Regions from separate parts of the Mus musculus genome. Here region 2 is linked to region 1. Evidence: chromatin contacts called from public HiCAR-type data. All regions are on one chromosome and are shown on one strand. Each heading gives the region's core, a stretch centred on a gene start, on an enhancer-like site or on the middle of the called end of the contact. The rest is flanking DNA. Distances are from core to core; before and after follow the strand shown.

Region 1 (4,017 bases), core at 382-2,881:
ATCAACTGAAGAGCCCTACTCTTGGAAGGTCGTCACAAGCTTTTCCCCTCAACTTCCTGACGCTAACTTTCCAAAAGTAAAATTAATAAAGTAGATTATGTAGCTGCAACGCTGATTTTGCAGAAGGCACTTTCTTAAGAGACTCCTCCCACGGCTGCTCAGCGTCTGTGTCCAGAACTCCTAGTGTCTCCCACTTCTTCTGAGTCTAACCTGGACTCGAGGTTGTGGGGCTTGGAGGGCTCGGGGATGAGGAACTCCGGGGGAGCAGGGGGTGTAACGGTTCACCAAGCTGAGGGGGTGGGGGTTAAGCTGGGGAGGTGCGAAGCAGTTCGCGCCGCCAACTGCCGGGGCGAGCGTAGCGCAGTGGCCGGATCCCGGTAACTAAAGTTCCGAGAAGCCTGACTAAACCCTCAAAGCCGGGACTGTCAAGACTAACGCCGGCGCCGAGGGCGGCAGACGGATGCGTCCCAGCGGAGCGCGCCTCTCGGCGTCAGGCTGATGGAACAGGCAGCGAGGGGCGGCCAGGAGCCGGCACAAGTTAGGTCCTCGGCCGGAGCAGCCCAGGTAGGGCCGGGGGACTGGAGCCCGCTCCGGATCCGCAGGACGAGGGAGCACAGCGGGCGACCGGGGCTCCCAGGCGCCCCGGTGCAGGGACGCCGATCCGGGTGGGGACGTGTCTCTCCCCTGTCCGGGAATCGAAGGGACAAGGGGTGCGGGGCGAGGCCTCAGCTACACGTTGCACCCGGCTCCCGGCCACGGGAGTTGCGGAGAGGCGGCGCCGTGGGCTGGAGCCCGAGGCGGACAGGCTAGGGGCGCCCCCGCGGCGAGCACCCGGACTGGGCGGGGACCACAGGAGAGGCTGGACCGCGGGGCCTGCTCCACCGGACCACGGCGGCGGCGCCGGCATCTCGCCTCCTTCAGGCCTGCACGCGCCACAGGCCGCAGCTCGGACCAACCCCGCGCCCGCCTGCCGCCAGCGCGGGGGTCGTAGCCCCGAGTCGGACGCCGAGCAGCCTCGGCTCCGGGGAGCCGACTCTGTCCTGCGATTCCGCCCCGGCAGTCCCGGCGTTGGAGCGGCCGCCTATAGCCGCCACCACGGCCGCCGCGGCGGCCGCGGTAGCGGCAGCAGCAGCAGTAGCGCGGGTGACGGCGCTGAACCCGGGGCGGGGACGCGCGGGAGGAAGGGGCGGCCAGGGGGCGGGCCGGCGGCGGCCGAGGGGTACCCGCGGCGTAGGGCTAGGCGCCCCCGATCGGCCGGCGCCGGGCCAGCGCCACCTGCGGAGCTGCGGCGCCCACGCGGCCGCGACCCCGCCGCCCCTTGCTCCCGCCACATACACACACACACACACACACACACACACTCACGCGCGCGCGCAAAAAAACAAGTTGCAGGTCGCCTCTGCCGGAGGGGGCCAGGCGGGTCACTCACCCTCATCCTGCTCAGTGGGCTCTGGTCGTCGGGCCGCGAGGACAGGGAAGACCAGAGGACCACGAGCCCCAGGAAGCTTCCCACCACCAGCAAACTGCGTAAGATGAACCCGATCTTCAGCCTCATCTTCCTCCGGCGGCGAGAGACACACAGCCCGGCGCAGCCGCCGCCACCGCTCTCCCCTCCCTCCTTCCCCCTCCCCCGGCCCTCCTCCTCCTCCTCCTCCTTCCCCCCCCCCCCCCCCCCGGATCACTACGCCCGCCGCCCTCCCCACCGCCTGCCCTCTCCAGCACCAGATCCGGAACTCCCCTCGGCTTTACCTTCCCCTGGCTCGCCCCTCCGCCCCCTCCCCGCGCCTGCCTCTGCACTGCTCTGCCGCACCCCCTCCCCTCCGCCGGCCTCCGCAGAGCTCCGACCGGCCGGCGTGTGTAGCTTTCCAGGCTTCCCTTCTCTCTACCTGCCCGCTCTAGCTCCGCAGTACCCCCTTCCTCCACCCGCGACCGCGAGAACCCACCCCCCACCACCCGCGAGTCCCTAGTAACCTTGGAACTAACTTAACACTTTCCCCCAGGTCTGGTCTTAGCCTTTGCCCTAAGGCTCCGCTTCCTAAAGCTTGCAGATCCCCAAACTTTTATTGTAATTAGGGACCAAAACTCTGTCCTTGACGCCCGTGCCCTGCCAGGATGCTGCCGCCCGGTGCCCCTCAGGTGGACCTGCAGACGCCCTAGGCTGCCCTGCCCTTCCCGACGCCCACTGCTCAATCTCCCCAGCCAGAGGCTTGCAGGAAGGAAACCAGGAAGTCAGCCACCGCTGCTGCAGCAGTAACTCCACGTGGCTGATTTATAGCTGTTTTTTTTTTTTTTAATCTTGTTTTTTCACAGGGCTCCTTAAGGAGGTGGATTTGTAATCGAAAGGCCCAGGTGAGATGTGCAAACACCACAGAACTAAAAGAGGACTCACTTGGAAAGGCAGTATTGCCTTCTCTCTTGGGCTAATTAGAAAGCCAAGTCGACTAGCTAATTCTCACTACGGTCCCTGTTAATGGACTTGCAAGTTCCTACTCTGGGGAAAGTGGATTTCGGGCTTTTAAAACGTTCCGTACATGCATCGTTGCTTCTCTCACAACTGACTTTTCCAGGAAAGGATATTGGCAAATGTTTAGCTACACGCCTCTCCCTTGTACATTGTGCCAAAGATGTCAATCACTTTAAATCACAGTCTGCAGTGTGTGCCATACCCCTAAACTACTCAATTTGTTGAACAAATGCTTTTCGGTAGCAGGTTTAAGGATGGCGTAAATTGACCTTTTTAATCCTAATATTGCCTTATCTGCATGTATTTTGCTTTCGAAACAAGTGAAACTTGGTTAAGTCTCCCCTAGTGATCAACAGTATATGCATTGTTATTCAGATATGGTTGTCCACTATTGAGAAGATGGAAAACTGACTGTGATTATGAGCATAGCTGGGAAGTAGCCCTCATCGCTGAAGTGATGGGAGCTCACCCAACTGCTGTTAGTAGTCTAAGATGACCTTGCCACCACAACTTGAAATATGCAAGGCCAAAAAGTTAGAAAATGATAACCAGGTATTCGGTTGTAAAAGCCGGTGTTCCTCTGAGTTCTTAACATTGTTTAAGTGAAACTGAAAGTATACCTTAAAATATACGATTTTCGCCACACTTGTTGGCAGTTAGCCTTTGTAGAGAACTCTTTAGAAAATGAGAAGCTATGTTAAATGATTGGGTCAGGAAAAAGTCACACTTAGCCTCTCTGAGCCTAGGGCCCTTATCTGCCAAAATCATGATTATAATACTTCATAGTATTGCCAAAAGAGATAATTGAGGCCAAGTGCACATGCAGATAATAAAATAAAGCACAGATAATACGAATAGGGTAAGTCTTGGTGATTATGGGTATAATTCTTGTGAACGCCGCAGCTATTACTGCATGTAGAGATTGCCACTCTGAGCTGTTTCCGACTTGTTGATCCTTGGGTTAGTGGTCCCTGAAGAGAGTAAAGAGTTGCACCTAATGGGAGGGGAGATATGAAGAAGAGAAGCAGTAGTCTCTGACAGGTTATGAGGTCACATGTGAATGGTGACAGGGTTGCCTTTGCCTCTGAGGCCAGCTGGAGACTCATTGCAAAGGAATAAAACTTCTGAGCAGACAGTATGTACCCAGTGGTTCACGCCTGTCGTCTAAGCTTTCTACCGCCTGAGATTGGTGTCCGATGTTCTTTGAATTCAGAGGTTTTCTCATCTTGCCAACACATGCACTGTCTTTGCCAAACAGTATAATCATCTTGTGTTTACTCTAAAATGTTTTCAGGATTCCACAGGTCAGAACCTTTTAAGGGTTTGGTGATGTTTAAAAAATCATCACCCACATGAACTCTGCTAAAGAGGACCTACACACACACACACACACACACACACACACACACACACACACACACACACACACGGAACTGTGCCTGCTTTGGGGCTACACTCTCCAGGGCATCTTAGCCTCCTCATACTGTACCCAAGCTAGGGGAACTATTTCTAAATGTCAGTGCTCGCCTGCAGGCCTTTCTACAGAGATCTCC
Region 2 (4,017 bases), core at 653-3,152, 3.0 Mb after region 1:
ACCCCTTTCCCTGCTGTCCCTTTATACCCTCTCTCCCTCCTTCTCGCTGAATTTATTCATCTTGATCCTGCACTCTTTTTTTTCTTTTCCTGTAGCCTTTCCCACTCCAGTCTTCCGTCACTGAGGGTTAAACACACAAGCATGCTGCAGCGAGTATTTCTAAGATAGAACGGGAGTATTCTGCAGGTTTGCGACAGGAAAAAATAAAAAGGAGTGGGTAGGAAAAGAAATAGAACCAAAGCGAATACCAAAATACTTTACAAGAATACACATGACTGACTGGAACAAAGGGAGACAGATTCCGTGTGGTTCTCAGCTACAACTGTACAGAATGGTTACTGAAAACTTGAACGGATTAGGTTTTTGAAAGAGGCAGGGAGGTTCGTTGAGCTAAGATGCTATGGAAACTAATGTTCAAGTATGATTTCCATTTCTCAGGCTTTTGGAGAAGGACTAGGTTTTGATATGCTTAGAAACGAGAGCCCGTGCATCCATTGGCACATAAATCCCTCTGCACCAGCGTTCGTCCGTTCGTCCCACGTACCCATGCTATTGCTTGCTGTAAGGGCAGCTCCCTCCTCCTGTCTTCTGAGCTCTGGTGTCTTGATGTTCCTCAACCTTGGGCAGCCAGATGCCAGAGGCAACCACGTGCAGCAGTCTGGCACTGTTCAGAGCATGCTCAGTTGCCTGCAGCCACTTCTGCGGCGGAACTCAGGGCTTGAGGTCACAGACAATACTTTGCCTCTGGGTTTGTCAGTCACAGAGAAGGAGGTCGACTGCTATCCCGTTAACAGCTTCCTGTCATCTTGACAGCTGTTCCTAACTCAGAGTGGAATACGCGGGGTCTGACAGCCTGAGCCACTTTAGTAGCGTTAATTTGCTTAATCCAACTCTCCGTGTTTTTCCAGCAGCCTATGACCAACATAGGTGTGGGGGCGGGGCTACCCTTCTTAAAAAAAAAAAAAAAAAAAACACGGTGTGGGGCGTGGCCGGAGGGGGCCAGGATAGAAGAGCCAGGGAAGAAGAGCTTGGTCACTGTCCCAGAAACTGACAAGATCTCCCTTAAATAGATAGATAGAATGATAGATAGATAGATAGATAGATAGATAGATAGATAGATAGATAGATAGATAGATAGATAGATAGATAGATAGATAGACAGACAGAAAGATAGATGATAGGTACATAATATTTAAATGCGTGTGGGATGGCAGGGGAGAGATCCACTAATATTGCAGGACTGTTCACAGAAAACTTATGTAGGTGGTAAAAATATTTTTAGAATACTTATTTTTTCTCATCAGAACAACTTAACTGCTCTTTAGAGAGAATGTCGAAACTGCAAATAATTTTAAGGGGCAGTTTTATAAATTTTCGCGGAACCACACCACTCAGAATCCACCGCAAACACCCTGCTGTGTCTTGTCGTGCCACTTCGAGGCGTCCACTGTGCTTTTGCTGTGACAGCGCGGCCGGCCGCCTAGGAGGCCCCATATGCTCCTGCTCGCGAGGTGCTGTGACAAGACAGCCTTAGAGACTAGGTTGGTTAATGCGTGGGTAGGCTGGTTGCCCGTGGCATCCAAGATGACATTCGAAGACGCCTTTGCCTGCGTGTCCTTGAACGCCACTGAGACGCGACGCTCCGGAAAGTTGAGGTGACAACGCCGGCAGCGCCCTGCCTCCCCACAATTACCAGTCACGCTGCCCTAGCACCACTGAGTCTGGAGGAAGAGGCAGGGTGGAGCGCGGGAGCACCGCCCAGTGGCCGCCCGGTCCCGCCCAGAGGCCGGGCTCTCTGAGCACGATGCTTCCCTGCAGACTGCAGGGCCAGCCCGGGGTGGGCGGAGCCCACCACCCGCAGCGGCCCGCCCCGGGCCGCGGCTGCGGCGAAAACCCGGTTGTGCAGAGTGCACCGGACCTCGGCGCCGCCGGGAGCCGCACTGGGCATGCTCGGCTCTCGCCGGCTCTGGAGCCCGTAGGTGGGAAGCTCCGGCTCCCGGCGGCGGGGCTCGTAACCCGCATCGAGAAGAGGCGCGGGCGGCGGAGGAGGTTGGTACACGCTCGGTGCTGCAGAGCTCCCCGGGTGGCCATGGCGAGAGGTGCACGGCGACCACCCGAGTGGCGCAGCGGTGTCAGGTCAGTGAGGGCACTGGGCGGGCGAGCCTGGGCGGCGGGCTACAGTAGGAGGGAGCCTCGCACCGGGTTTGTGGTCAGCGGCCGCCCGAGCTGCAGAACTTTCGGACGCCTGGGCTGGCGAGGCTACGCGCCTGGAGGTGCCCTGCTCTCCCAGCTCGTGGCTGGTCGCAGGATGCTGGAAGTACATGCAGGGCGGAGACCGGCGGGTTGGGGACAGTCGCGTCCAAGGCTCGTGCCACAACCTTCTGATGGCCAGGGGCGCGCTGTCCACAGCGCGTTAGCACAGAGCCTTCCCAATCTCCCGGGAGAAGGAGGATGCCACGCAGAGACAGGGCTCTTCGCCCAGCTGTGGATCGTTCTTGTCACGGTGCCTCAGTTTCCCCAGACAGGGAAGGGTGTACTGGCCTTTGCCCGGAAGGCGGCGTGGGGAGCTCCGAAGCGCCGCGTCCTGATGCTGCAGGAGTGTGGGAAGCAGCTGGTGCTAAGAGCTGCTTCCTTGTCTTGAGAGCTCTTGGAGTTTGTCGCATTTCCCACCATAGCAAGTTGACACCAAATTGTCTGGTGGCCTGGAATGGGGGAACGTCCTTCTTTGGCTAAAAAAGTAAATGCCGAGTCAATCCTTTTTAAGCCCGAGAATTGCTTGTCTCCCTCTTTAAATTAGCCTGGGATCGCAAATTCCAAGGTTTATAAAGCAAACTGGAAAAAAGAAAAGAAGATGTTTGCAGGTACATCAGCTGCTCACCCTGTAGAAAATATTATGGCTCCGTCGTCATTGTTTTGAAAGACACTTGTTCAAAGTGTGGTTACTGTAGCAATCTTTATTTGCTCTAGCTTTATATTAGGAACTTGGAATCAGCATTGCAGAAACAGTGGTTTTTGAAGTTTTCTCACTCCCCCCCCCCCAGGCAAAACACTTTTTTTTTAAAGTTGCTACTACACTCAACATAGTAAAATGTTCAGGATTAAATCTGCAAGATGGAAAAAGAATTGTTTTTCAGGAGAGACTAAATTAGAGCAAGGTAGTTTGCAGGCAGTGAGCTAATGCACAAAAATGCAATCTGTACCTTCTAAGGTAATGTTACTGTTTTCCCCTACAGCTACCCATATTCATCTATTAAAATACTTACAAGTTTGAGGAGCCCAGCACATGACTGGTTACATTACCTGGCTCTGTGTGATGCACCACGTTTACAATGTGCCCTGATTGCTCCACCTAGCTATGCCTTGTGCTGTTTAGAAAGAGACAAGTGGGATCTTTCCTTAGCTGTGTCTTTCTGATTGATAGCAGGGGGCTGAGCACCTAGGTCTTACAAGTGTTGCTGGGTTTGTACTTCTGTGCCCCCTGGGTTTGCTAGTGACACTAGATGAACACAACAGACCATTTCTTTTAAAAATAAATCTCCTCACACTCATGTGACCTTATTCAAACCCCACTCCTCACCCTTTTTGGCTAACAATTGAAAAATTTAAGACTATTTAAGTACCACAGCTATTGTTTAATTTGAGCTTTCAATATTTTTCTTCAAGAACTTCCAGACACTTAAATGCCAAGTAGCTACTTGCAGTAACCAAATTGTTCAGTCTCAGCCCAAGTCATATAGCGTCATTAAGCAAGTGTGTTTGTATGAATTCAGGAAATATGTAGATAGTAGTGTTTGCCTAACTTAGAATTCATTCTAGCATTTGGGATACAAGTTGTCTTTTCTAGCAAAACCCAGGGGAACACTTACAATTCTGACAGTTTCCATGGCCAGTCACATATAGTAAAAATCAGCATTAAGGTGCAAATGGTTGGTTTTAAATTTGCCGTGATACCTCTGTGGAATGGGGTTAAAAGAATAGGGGTTGGTTGGTTATGTGATTATAACTAATTAAAGGCAG

The links. HiCAR-type assays count read pairs that join an accessible place to other places.
Region 2: a HiCAR-type map of astrocytes shows a contact between it and region 1, with 5 times the contacts expected there. The contact joins the promoter of Mfap3l here to the promoter of Galnt7 in region 1. A contact is called at or near these places in 2 of 39 promoter capture datasets (hippocampal neurons and liver) and 1 of 115 datasets of contacts at active chromatin or transcription factors (astrocytes).

Annotation. Positions count from the first base shown.
Region 1 is chr8:57,651,424-57,655,440 of GRCm38.p6, forward strand. It overlaps Galnt7 (polypeptide N-acetylgalactosaminyltransferase 7), which reads right to left and starts at 1,632. Exons shown (of 12, transcript NM_144731.4): 1 at 1,430-1,632. The coding sequence starts at 1,555. AW046200 (expressed sequence AW046200) reads left to right here and starts at 330. Exons shown (of 4, transcript NR_040698.1): 1 at 330-564.
Region 2 is chr8:60,630,923-60,634,939 of GRCm38.p6, forward strand. It overlaps Mfap3l (microfibrillar-associated protein 3-like), which reads left to right and starts at 1,903. Exons shown (of 3, transcript NM_027756.5): 1 at 1,903-2,136. It overlaps Gm34730 (a long non-coding RNA gene), which reads right to left and starts at 933. Exons shown (of 3, transcript XR_379010.3): 1 at 545-933.